Regions from separate parts of the Arachis hypogaea genome. Here region 1 is linked to region 2. The links are chromatin contacts, called in public Hi-C maps. All regions are on one chromosome and are shown on one strand. The core of a region is the stretch at or near the end of the contact, and the rest is flanking DNA. Distances in the headings are between cores, read along the strand shown.

Region 1 (6,002 bases), core at 3,389-5,888, 68 kb before region 2:
TCATTATTTATTTACCTAATATTACTTTTTTAGTTTATGGGTAATGATGTACTTATGACAAATTGCTATGAATTTGAATCAACTAAAATAGATATCGTAGAATTTTATTTGTTTAGTGTTCACTATTTATTTACCTAATATTACTTTTTTAGTTTATGGGTAATGATGTACTTATGACAAATTGCTATTATATATCTAGTATTTGGTTTTTTAATTTGATTGAATATTGCTTATTTTGATCAGCTTTTAATAAATTAAACCAACATTAAAAATAACGCAAAATAAAAAATACAAAAATATTGATTGTGACATAGAATAAAAGGCAATTAAATCAAAAAAACAAAAACAAAAATAAAAAAATTTGACAGCGGTTGCCAACTCGCTGCAAAATAACGCATAATTTTTGTATTTTCTGTAAACATATCTAAAGGATAAGTAGTTTCATTTTCAAATATAATAGCGGTTATAAACTGTCACAAAAGGAATTTGTAGCAAAATTTTGATTTGCAGCGGTTATTCCAGCGGTTTGACAAAACCGCCGCTAAAGGTGTAATAGCACCTAATATTACAGTGGTCCAAAATCAAGCCGTTATCTACCAGAAGTAGTGTAGTAAATAAGTGTTGAGATATTTATTAATATTACAAAAGGATGGATGAACTTTTTTAAAGTGGACAAAACTTACGTGAAAGTTGCTGTCAAGTATTCTAGTTCTTGTAGAACACTTGAAAACTAACATTATAAGTTCTCTTGTTTTTCTAGTTAATAAAAAATAAAGAATAATAAGAATTAGAGGAGAGTAAGTGAAAAAGATGGTCTCAAAAGTCTCAAATTAATTGAATTGGAGTGAAACCTTTTTATAGTATTATGTTCTTAGTGACTAAGTTATTTTGGAGGGAGAGCACATTACTCCATGTTGATAATGACATATTCAATCTACTCCTCTCTTTTTCTAAAATTAGTCATTTAATGAGGTAGTTGTCAAAACTTATAATTTTTTTTTTTGAGTATTCTCTTTTTATTTTAAGTTTACTTAGCTAAATAAAATTGTGAAAAAAAAAATTAATCTCAACAAATTAAGATACCAGTTCTATCACTCTTCCAGTCTTTTAATGTTCTTTACGAGAAATGTTAAAATTATACTTTTAACGTACAATCTGACCGATTCCTTTCTAACAGCATACTGATCCATAATATTCTTAATTAAACGATCCCTTGACACATACATATATCAATTAATATAAAATATATGTATGTTGATATTTTGAGTACTTAGCAGGTAAATGTATGCTTGACAAAGGTGCTTAGCATCCTACCATGAAGAAGCTTTGCTAATTTATCTCTGTTCAAACTTCAAAGACAAGATTAACAACTAATAAAATTAAACGAAGCAAGCCTGAAAGACAAGCCATCCAAATTAAGGTGAATGCTTCCAAACTCAAAGCGAATTCTTGGGTGAGTTACCCAAGTTAACGTGTTACATATCTATCTTATTGGTCTAGATGCTAGATGCATGCTATTTATTACTATTCTGGGTCTACCATATAACTAACCACATTCTCAGTTAACATAATTTCACTTAGGCGTGTTCAAATTTAAACCGATCTAAATTGAACCGCTCATTCAATCCAATTTAAATTAAAAACCGATTAAAACCACACTAATTCAAATTTGATTGGATTCTATTTTTTATAAACTGCTAGATCGGACCGAATTTCGGATTTACTTTTCATAACCAATCCAATCCAATCCAAATCGCACAATTTGCTATAATATTATTATTTTATTATTATATTTACAATTATACTTATAACATGTTCAATTTTTTATACATTTTATATTATTCATGTATTATTATTATTTAATAAATATTTTAAATTCAAAATATTATTTACTTATTTATTTATTTTAACTAATTTATAATTTTATTTCTATTATTATGTTATCGTTGGTTTTTTAAGATATTGTTGAGACTTGTTATGTCATTGTTGTTTATTTAAAATTTGATGTTGAGACTTGTTATATGTATTTAATTTTTTTAATTTATAAAACCGCAACTCCAATCCAATCCAAACCGCTTGAAATTGGATCGGATCAGATCGAATTTTTTTTAAAAAGCATGCAATCTAAACCACACCGCAAGTAAAATTAGTGTTCGAATCGAATGAATTTTTTACTCAAAATCGATCCAAACCGCACCGCAAACACCCCTAATCCCACTCAATACTAGTGGACCCTTTTTATCCCCATTTAGAGAAATAAAAAAACCATTAAATAAATAGATTTAAATATATGAAACTGATCAAAATTCACTTCGTTCTAAAAATCCAACAATGGAACATGGTATATATATTTAAATGAGTAATGATTAAATTAGTCTCTGAAAAATTATTCGTTTTTTTATTTGTCTCTAAAAAATTTTTTTAATCAAATTCGTTCTTTAAAGATTTTAAATTAGTCATGTTAGTCCTTCTGTATTTTGTTTGTTAATAGTGTCAAAATTTGCTAACGTTACACGTTATTAAGTGACACCCTAACACACTACGCCTAAAAGTCTTAATTGACTATTAACATGATTAATTTATAAAATTAGATAAAATCAACCACAAATTGATGAATTCCAATTATCTCAAGTTGTTCCCATAATTAGGTTTTGATTTGATCTAATTTCATAAACTTATTATATTAATAGTCAATTAAGACTCATAGGTATGTGTTGGAGTGTCACTTAATATGTCACATTAGCAAATTTTGACACCATCAACAAACAAAGTGACAGAAAGACTAAGATGACTAATTTAAAAATTTTAAAAGACAAATTTGATTAAAAAAATCTTTCGTAGACCAAATTAAAGAACGAGTGATATTTTAAGGATTAATTTAACAATTTACTCATATTTAAATTTGTAAAATGTGCAAATGATAAAGGAAATTATGGCTCAACTTTTACCTCCCTTATATTCACATTTTCAAACAGTAAAGAGGGATTATGCATGGTTTTTGTAAATAACATAGAACAACAAAAAAATTTGTAGAGAAATTAAAGATGATTCTAACACAAACTTAAGTTCTTATTTCAATTGCCAAAATCAAATCTTATCCACGGTTCAAAATTAATAACCGCCACTAGTAACAAACTAAAAGTCAACGTTAATTGTCACCCATCCACAAGTGTCTTATTATGGCAAGCAAGAGTTGTATAGCTTCCACTCTTGCACACGTTGTCGGGGGAACTGTAGAACAATACACAACACGATTTGAGGAACATTTTTTGCTGAATAGGTTCAGGTTGTGATTTATGAATCCAAGACCATTATTGATGCCAAGCAAGAGCTGCAACAGCTTCCACTCTCGAAGTGGTTAGGGTTGTGAATCCACGATGGTAAATCTGAATAGGTGTAAATAGAATACCCATAATTAATTGATCCCAAGATTACTAACTCTAATAAATGGCACTACTATATATTTCATCACTAAATTCACTAACAATCATAAGAATATAAAAGAGAAATTTTAAAATAAATACCATATTTTGATTCATAGAAAGATGATCATTACATAAATATATATGTCTTTATATAGACAAAATTTTTTAATAAAATAATATTTTTTTTAACTAATACTTAGTTGTATATATTGGTGGCACAATAAAACTTGTAGAATTTGCTTCAAATTGCATGTTCTAGATTGCTTACTAATAATTAAGGCAATATCACAATATTAAGTAGTAGTTAATTTTGATTTAATATTTTCTAAAATTCTAGCATTTTATTGGTGGTCAAACTTTTAAACTCATGTTTGACTATAACTTCAAGATAGTTCCAAGTTGTTGTGCTTGATTTATATTATCTAACAATTGGGTTTTATGAAATATTTGTAAAATTAAAAAATGATGTTAACTGTTAAGTGAGGTTAAGTTAGTTGAGGATGTGATTAGTTATGATAAACTCGCAGACCAGAATAGTAATAAATTAGCGGATTAATTATTCTGTTGGTATTTTTAATTAGGTTTTTATAATATAAGAATTAGTGATTAAGTCTTTATATTAGACTAAAACTTTTAATTATATTTTTTTATTTTTTTTATTAAAAATATATTTTTTTGAAATCCTTCTTTTTGTGTTTGATGTAAGATGAAATATAAAATATTTAAAAAACAAATATTTTAAATATTTTTTAAAATAGTAACTAATAAAAATTTAATTACAAATTTTTATTTGATATAAAGATTTAATTATAAATTTTTAAACAATAAATATTTGATTAAAAATTTAATAAAATTATAAAATCTAACAAAAAGTAAATAAACTTAAAAAAGCATACATCATTACAGCGAGTATCTAGACCAATACAGTACATACACCCAAGAATTTGCCTCAGGTTTTGAAGCAATCACCCTAACTTAGAGCTAATTTTCACTGCTTAACTAACCCAAAGTTCAGTGACGTAAAATCTCAAAATTGATTGTGCATACATTTCTGATTTCTCTCTGTCCTTTTTTTACTTTTTGGGCTTTATGGGCCTACCCCAAAAATGGAATCGATACATTTCTCTCTCTTTTTTGACTTTATGAGCCTACTGGTTTGGAATACTCGGTAGTGACTAGTGAGCCTAACAAGATCTAAGGAAAGTGAGAATGTCCCAAATTGATAATCTAGATCCCCTTATCCTATTTATTCTTTTCATATGGCCTTTAAGAATTGGGTTTGCCAAAAAGCTAGTGAAAATTGTATCACACTTATAAACTCTAAATGAAAAAAAGTTATTGATGTGAGATTTGAAATACACATGAATACCTTGAGTATATGTGAAAAAAGATTTTCCTTATTAATTGACAATATATAGGGCTGATTTTTGCACCTCGAGAGAATATGAGTATATAGCATGGTTAGAATCAGGATCGACCCGATTAACTGGTTTAAAATAATAAATCACAAAATAATCAATTATATATTATATTCAATTTAATTCCGATTAAACACGGATTGAATTTTTGAATCCTTAAATCTCTAATTTGGTTTTTAGAACCTTGCCTAATAGAGAGAGTAGTTGTTAATTGACAGGCAAGTGAGATAGAAAAGTACTAAAGCTGAATACACCATACATGTGAGTTTGTTTGCCCGTGACAAATCACATAAAGAACCAAAACCTATTCAGCTGGGTACTCTTCTACACCATACATGACCAAACTACAAGGTGCATGTCCCCATCCATAAATATGAACCATTCCTTATGCTTATGCTATTATTCTTGCTGACTGTTTTAAAACTCGTCAATTATTAACACTGCTTGAAAGAAGTAGGAAAACAAAAATCACATTACAAATAAACTACATCACAATAAATAATGTTTAATAATTTGATATGGCATTAAAAATTAGAATACTATGGTTGCTACAAAGCTACGTTTGTCTCAGTAGTGCTTCAGAAGCTTCTTAGCATTAGGATTTAAAAGTGATGGCAGACAATTGAGCACAACTTATGCATCAGCAACAACCGTGGCCCATGAAGATGGGAACTAGTGGTCGCTGAGGCCTGAGGGGATCCAAAGGTCATCTTATATAACCATAAGGATACTTATTTTTATTTGTTCAAATTTATGAATAATAGACACTCATATAGATACCAGATACTTGTATACTTTAATTTTTTTTTTATGAGATACAAAAGCATGGCATACGGCAGGTATATTAAAATATAAATTAATCTTTTAAATATTTTTTAAATTATATATTATTCATAAAATTGGTCACACTAATGATATTTTCGTTTTTTATTTTTACCAAAAATAAGGAGACTCGAATTCGCAACCTCTTAGATGAGTGTGGGGAGATTATGCCATTTGAGATATAACTTATTGGAAATAATATTTTTGTATTTAGATATATTTAAATGTGGTAAAAAAATTATTTTTTAGGATAAAATAATATTTTGGTCCTCCACATTTGGGTCAAATTTTAATTTCAAACGTTTTATTTTTATTCAAAAAAGTTTTAAACAGGATT
Region 2 (6,678 bases), core at 1,202-3,701:
ATATTTGATGAGTTAAATTATGATCGTATCGTATTAGAAGGCTAACACAATGACTGCCTCTCAAAATTAACTGCAGAGCAAAGGAGGGTATATGATAAGATCATCAATGCAACAGAAAGTCAACATGGACGTGTATTCTTTTTGTATGGCTATGGAGGTACAGAAAAAACTTCCCTTTGGAAAAGTTTAGCTTCCGCACTAAGATCAAATGGACAAATAGTGTTAATTGTTGTATCTAGCAGCATTGCCTCTCTATTGTTACCTGGAGGTCGGACTACACATTCTAGGCTTGCCATACCATTAACTCCAGATGAGTTCTCTACTTACAACATCAAGCAAGGAAGTCTATTAGCAGAATTAATTGTAACAGCTAAGCTAATTATTTGGGACGAAGCTCCTATAATGAGCAAATTTTGCTTCGAAGCATTGGATAAGACAATGAGAGATTTGATGAGGTCATGATAAGAACCTACAATTGCCATTCAGAGGTAAAACAATTGTCTTTGGTAGGAATTTCAGGCAAATTTTGCCAGTGATCCCAAAAGGAACAAGACAAGACATCGTAAATTCGTCTTTAAACTCCTCATACCTATGGCAGCATTATAAAATATTAAGGCTCACCGTAAACATGCGATTGCAATCTATGACTACAGATAGTCAAGTAGAAGATTTAAAGCAGTTTCCTAAATGGATTCTTCATGTTAGAAACTAAAAATCTGAAGGAACCTCTAATGGATGTAATATGACAAAAATACTGCTTGAATTCCATATCACTGATTATAATGATCATATTCAAGGAATTGTTGAAGCAATATATCCTTATTACATTGCTAACATGGCTAATGAAAGCCACTTAAAAGGTCGAGCGATTTTAGCTCTTACAATTAATGTCATAGATGAGGTGAATGATTACCTGACTGTATTGAACAACAATGAATACAAGACGTATGTTAGTTCCAATACATGTGTTTCCGAGGGAGGTGTCAATGCAATTGAAGCCATCCACACACCGAAGTTTTTAGCAATAATTAGGTGCTTAGGGGTTCCAAATCATGAAATGAAGCTAAAGGTTGGTTGCCTGATATGCATATTAGAAACATTGATCACTCACCAGGGTTTTGCAATGGTACGCGGTTGATAATTACAATACTTGGAGAAAAAGTCATCGAGGCAAAATTGTTAAATTCCAAAAGCTGTGTCGATAAGGTCTTTATTCCAAGAATGACACTCACACCGTCAGATGTCAGGTTACCATTTAGATTCTAAAGGAGACAATTTTCTGTGATGCTTTCTTACGTAATGACAATAAACAAAAGTCAAGGATAATTCATGGACCACGTGAGTTTGCTACTCAAAAAAAACCTATTTTTATACACAGGCAACTTTATGTTGCCATCTCAAGAGTGACAAATAAGAAATGGTTGAAAATTCTAATTGCTCATGATGAAAACACAGACAAGGCTGAGAATGTTGTCTACTCTGAAGTCTTTAGAAATATATGACAATGCATTCAACATTAGGTATTGTTTAAAGCTTTCATGATTTATATATACATAAATTTTTGCTCATAAAAAGCAATTTATTCCTTAGATCACATTGTTGTGACTTTATTGCCAATCACAATGCTACATTTCATCAACATTATTTTCTTATTGCAATTTATATCATAATGTATAATTTTCTTATATTTAGCTCAATCTTACGGATCGAGTGAGAACATCAAAATCTTTAATTTTAAATATTTAAAATTTTGCCACATGAGATATCAGATATCTTATCATCAACAAGGGATTAAGACTCATATTGTTCACTTAGGTAATCTTACTCAATCACAATCATCAGAATATATGCCATCTATTTTTTTTTTCTATTATTCATATCATCAAAACATTACTCAGGGATAACAAAATAATATCAACTTCTTCACCTATCCTTTTTTTTCTTTATATAAATCGGTTCTAAGTGCTTTAGAATTTCCATATAGTTTTCTAAATCATAATGATGCTCTTCGATTTTCAACACCAAATAAAAAACTAAATACGTATTCACTTCATCTTATCATATACTGCATTTGTATTGTCTATGCATAACGCGAGTGTCTTGCTAGTATATATATATAATTTAATTTTGATGTATTATCACTGTAAAATAATTTTACACGTGCATTCAATTACGTTATACCAGCAAAAATAACTACTTTTCACATTGATTGCATAAATAATTGCTCGCATGACTGTGTAAAATATTTCACACTGTCAATACATCAAAATTAGACTCATATATATATATATATATATATATATAGAGACATTCTTTAATTAATTATTAAAATAATTAAATTTGATATAAAATTAATCAATATCTTTTATGCATACTAAATACATCTCCATACAATAATTGGTTGGTGGATGAAAAGTTTTTTAATTCATGTAACATGATTGGTTTAAAGTAAACAATAAAGAAAAATGAAATGATTTTTATATGTTTTGTTTTAATTTAAAATAATTTATTGAAATGAATATGAATAGATATAAATAGCAAAAATAATAGTACATATAAAAAGTTAGTTAAAATTTTAAAGAATTATGAAAAACTTAAAAAATATTTGGCATTTGAATAATAAATTTGCCAAAGAAATAAAATCCTCCAAAAGTTGTTTCTCTAATAAATCTTAAGAAACTGAGAGGATATAACTGTGTGATGAATAATAGTGTGGTACCCAGTTGGCTGTGGAGAGCAGAGACGATATAATAATAGTAATAATAAATGAAAAAAGCGAAAGCTGGGTGAAGAAACAAAGCAAGTTATTCTGGAATTTTTCCCTCCGAAGAAGAAGAGAAATTATGCTGCGGAAACTGGTGACGGTGCCGGGGAAGAAGAAACCGGGCACAGTGCCGGTTTATCTGAACGTGTACGATCTGACTCCCATTAACGGCTATGCCTATTGGCTTGGCCTCGGTGTCTATCACTCTGGTGTTCAAGGCAATCTCCTAACTAACCCTACCTTTGGCTTTCTTCTTTCTTCAATTTCTGTTTCCTAATTCTGTTTTTTTCTGCAAGCAGTTCATGGAATCGAATATGGTTTCGGTGCGCACGAGCACGATACGACGGGGATCTTCGAGGTTCAGCCACGGCACTGCCCTGGCTTCACTTTCAGGAAATCGATATTCATAGGAACAACGGATCTGGGCCCCAAAGATGTTAGGGCTTTCATGGAGAAGCTTGCTCACCACTACTCTGGCAACACCTACCACCTCATCTCCAAGAATTGCAACCACTTTTGCAACGATGTTTGCCTCAAGTTAACCGGAAAATCTATCCCTAGATGGGTTAATCGACTTGCTAGACTCGGTAACCAACACACAATGCTTCTTGCATTTCATTTTCTGCTCGACTCATGATAATTCAAATCCTATGTTTCTCATTCTGGATTTCAGAGATATAACTAAATGTGTTTTTTCCCATATGCTTCGGGGGGGAGTGCATTCATGGTTTCAATGTTTGCATGACCTAAAGGTCTAAAGTTCCATTTTTGTTTATCTAATAGAATGAATTTTAGCATAAGGCCAATGAAAGCTTATGTATAATATTCACGCAAAATCCAAAAGAAGTTTTTGCGCAAAGGGTTGTGTTAGAGATATAATTATTGATAAGGAAAATGGTTTATGACAATACCATTATCCAGTCCGGCAGTCCCTATAAGTTTAGGGTCGTTTTGCGGGAACTACAATCTTTCACATGTCAAAAGGGTAGTTTACCCTTCAGATTAACCTTTTCTTTCTCGTAGCTCTTACTTGAATCAACTCACTTGTTAATTGATTAATTCTCATAAATACTATGTTCTGAGATGCACTTCTTGTGTGATTCATGTTTATATGCCCTATCTCTAAAAATTAATCTAGAAATCCTGAATACATGTGAGTGAGATTTTGATCTAAGAGGGCTTGTTGAAAGGATTTAGCATTTACGATCATGTTATGATTTTTAAATTGAAGGTCTTCTCTGCAACTGTGTTCTTCCTCCGGGGCTTAACGACACCAAGGTTCGACAAGTTACATCAGAAAAGGTTCAGGAAGGAGAGAAGAAGAAGATGAGGAGTCAATCAAGCAGGTACGAGGGTTCCTCCAATCCTCCATCAGTGCCGCGAGGTTCGGCGATTAAAAGTAGTAGCCAAAGACATTGCCTTCCACCATCTTCGTCCCTGATTAGTGCTCCTTCAGGTTCAACCTTAACAGTAAAGTAAATCTATTGCAGCACTCAATTCAAAGTCTCTATGCCACCAGGTTGGGTGATTAAAAGTAGTGGCCAAAGGCATTGCCTTCCACCATCTTCATCTTTGATTAGTGCTCCTTCAGGTTCAACCTTAACAGTAAAGTAAATCTATTGCAGCACTCAATTCTTAAGTCTCTGGAATATGTAGGGCTTTTAGGAACTATGTCAAATGTGAGCAACCTAGGTTTGAACAGGGTAGGAAAATTGTTCATCTTGCTCTCCATCTTTCTGTTCTGCCATAGTGGCTATAGCTACTATGTAATGGTTGCTTTGTTTTGTCACTGTTATTTTTTAAATGCTTGCTTTCTTCAGTTCAGTGAATGAAGAGTTCCTTTATCTCTACATGTTTGTCTAAATCACTCTACAGCACGGAGAAAATCTTAGCCAGGCTTATTCTATCACTGTAATCTTTTAGGCCGTCAAATTATAATTCAAGTATTCAACCTACGCAAAAGCAGGGAATCATGATTTGTCTTTGTATTGTAAAACGCATAACATCACTTGTCTAAAGATTGAATGTGGTTAATATATTTCATAGTGGTTAACAAATGCTCTAAAAGTTTCTATAATGCTCATTTTTATTTATATTCTATATAAGTTAAATAAAAAAAAACAAAGAATTAGGGGTTGTTACTTGTGAGTCTTGTTTAAATTGTAATGCGTAAATGCTCGTATTTATCTTTGATTTGACGGGGGAATGGGGTGGGATTTTTATGTAATCAAAGAAGGCATAATATCCGAGGATGAGACTTAGAGGACCAGGTGCTCTGGCTTCCGCTTTAATTTTCATGGTAATGGGCTTTAACATTCAATTGGACAGTGGTAATCATGAGGTGTTAAAGTAGCAAGTAGAAGATTTTCAAAAATAAAAAAAAACCAAAGAGAACGCCTTATCTAATTGGTTGACTACATTAAAAAGGACTAGGCCCAACTAACTAGAATACAATAATGAATAAAAACTAGTATCCTTTATCTTCAACAGTTTTGTTGAGAAAAGAATGTTGACGGGCTAATTTTTTTAGAGATGGATAACATGTGTTATTCAGTAGCATGGATAGATTGAGAATTATTTTTAATGTAAAATGAAAATTCTGTGGGTCAGATTTTGTAGTGGAATTTTTTGGATACATAAGTCTGACAGATTTTTTTTTTAAATTATTTTCTACAATTCTGTGATACGCTCCTCATCTTCATAATACAATAACACACACTCTTTTCTAATATTAAAAATAAAAAATAAGTGTTGACTGCATATACCAAAAAAGTGTTAACCGAATTTATTATTACTTTTTCAAGAAATTTAAATTGTAATAATACTACATGAACAATTATATCTGAACAACCATTCAACAGTTTAAGATATAAAAATTTTTATATTTAAATTAATGACCAAAATATATATTTTATTTGTACAAACTTAGTTTGTTTATTAAACATTATCATTTAAAGGATTTAATTAGGAATATAGGTTGGATCTCTCTATTTCTCTCTATCCCACCAAAAAATTTCTAAAAGACTTTTACTTTGAGGGATACTACTGGCGACCCGCCGCCCAGTTTTGGCAGCAGCAGCCCTCCATTATTTCTCTTCTCAACTTCTAATACTTCTCCTCTCTTTCCTTTGCTCTTTCTTACCCCACCTACCTTCTCTATTATTTTTCTCCTCCTCCATTTTTTTTTTTGATTTTCTTGCGCTTGGTATCCGATTTTTTTAGATATGAAAAATTTTCTCCTTTTTTCTAACTCCTTCCTTTTTCCTTTCTTTCACTTTCTCTTCTCCGCTGTCTCCATTTCTGATTTTAAGTTTTTTTTTCGGTTTTTTTGTTATTGTTTTTTAATTTTTTGGTTTTCTTTAGTTTTTCCTTTTCTCCCTCCACAGTTCTTATTGTAGACTATTTTCGGATCTGAGTTTAATTTTGTGTTCCTAGTTTTAATAACCCATCTATAATATTTTTTCCATCTTTTGTAATGTTGCTATTGGTTCCCTTTATGGTTGTTGGTGGTGAGTTGATGTTATAGATCTGTTTTGTCAATTTTTAGCAAATTGATGGTGGTTCGATATCTAATGGTCTGGGAGCGAAACCTACTCTTCTTTTGCGAGTACCAGTTTTTTCAAAGTGCATCAAAGACCTTTCGATCGGATAAGAACTTAAGAAAATCTGAAAACAGTAAATAAAAACTTGAAAATAAATTGACCGAACTTGAAATGATTTGCATTAAATTTAAATAAAACAGTAAAATGCCTTCGATTAGATCAAAGGACTTTTGATATGAAAAAATAAAAGTACTGAAGTGTAAATTGGACAAGATTATTAAATGTTGCTTGAAAATAAACTTGCTTGAAAAGAAAAGTTTGCAAAAAATGTAAATGAAAAGTAAAAACAAGTGGAAGGAACCCTATAGAAAA

Evidence for each region. A called contact is a pair of places that touch in the nucleus more often than the background predicts.
Region 1: a contact with region 2 is called in a Hi-C map of an unstated tissue, with 8 times the contacts expected there. The contact joins the enhancer-like site here to the promoter of LOC112783553 in region 2. A contact is called at or near these places in 6 of 8 Hi-C or Micro-C datasets (leaf and an unstated tissue).

What each region holds. Positions count from the first base shown.
Region 1 is chr20:116,333,452-116,339,453 of arahy.Tifrunner.gnm2.J5K5, reverse strand. No RefSeq gene overlaps it. Among protein-coding and RNA genes, the nearest start is that of LOC112786030, 64 kb to the left of the region's middle. Within about 2 kb of position 4,638, at least 2 of the 3 cell types and tissues checked have open chromatin away from gene starts, as enhancers often do.
Region 2 is chr20:116,262,496-116,269,173 of arahy.Tifrunner.gnm2.J5K5, reverse strand. LOC112783553 (deSI-like protein At4g17486) reads left to right here and starts at 2,451. Exons shown (of 3, transcript XM_025826541.2): 1 at 2,451-2,982; 2 at 3,064-3,351; 3 at 3,996-4,614. The coding sequence starts at 2,844. The coding sequence ends at 4,243.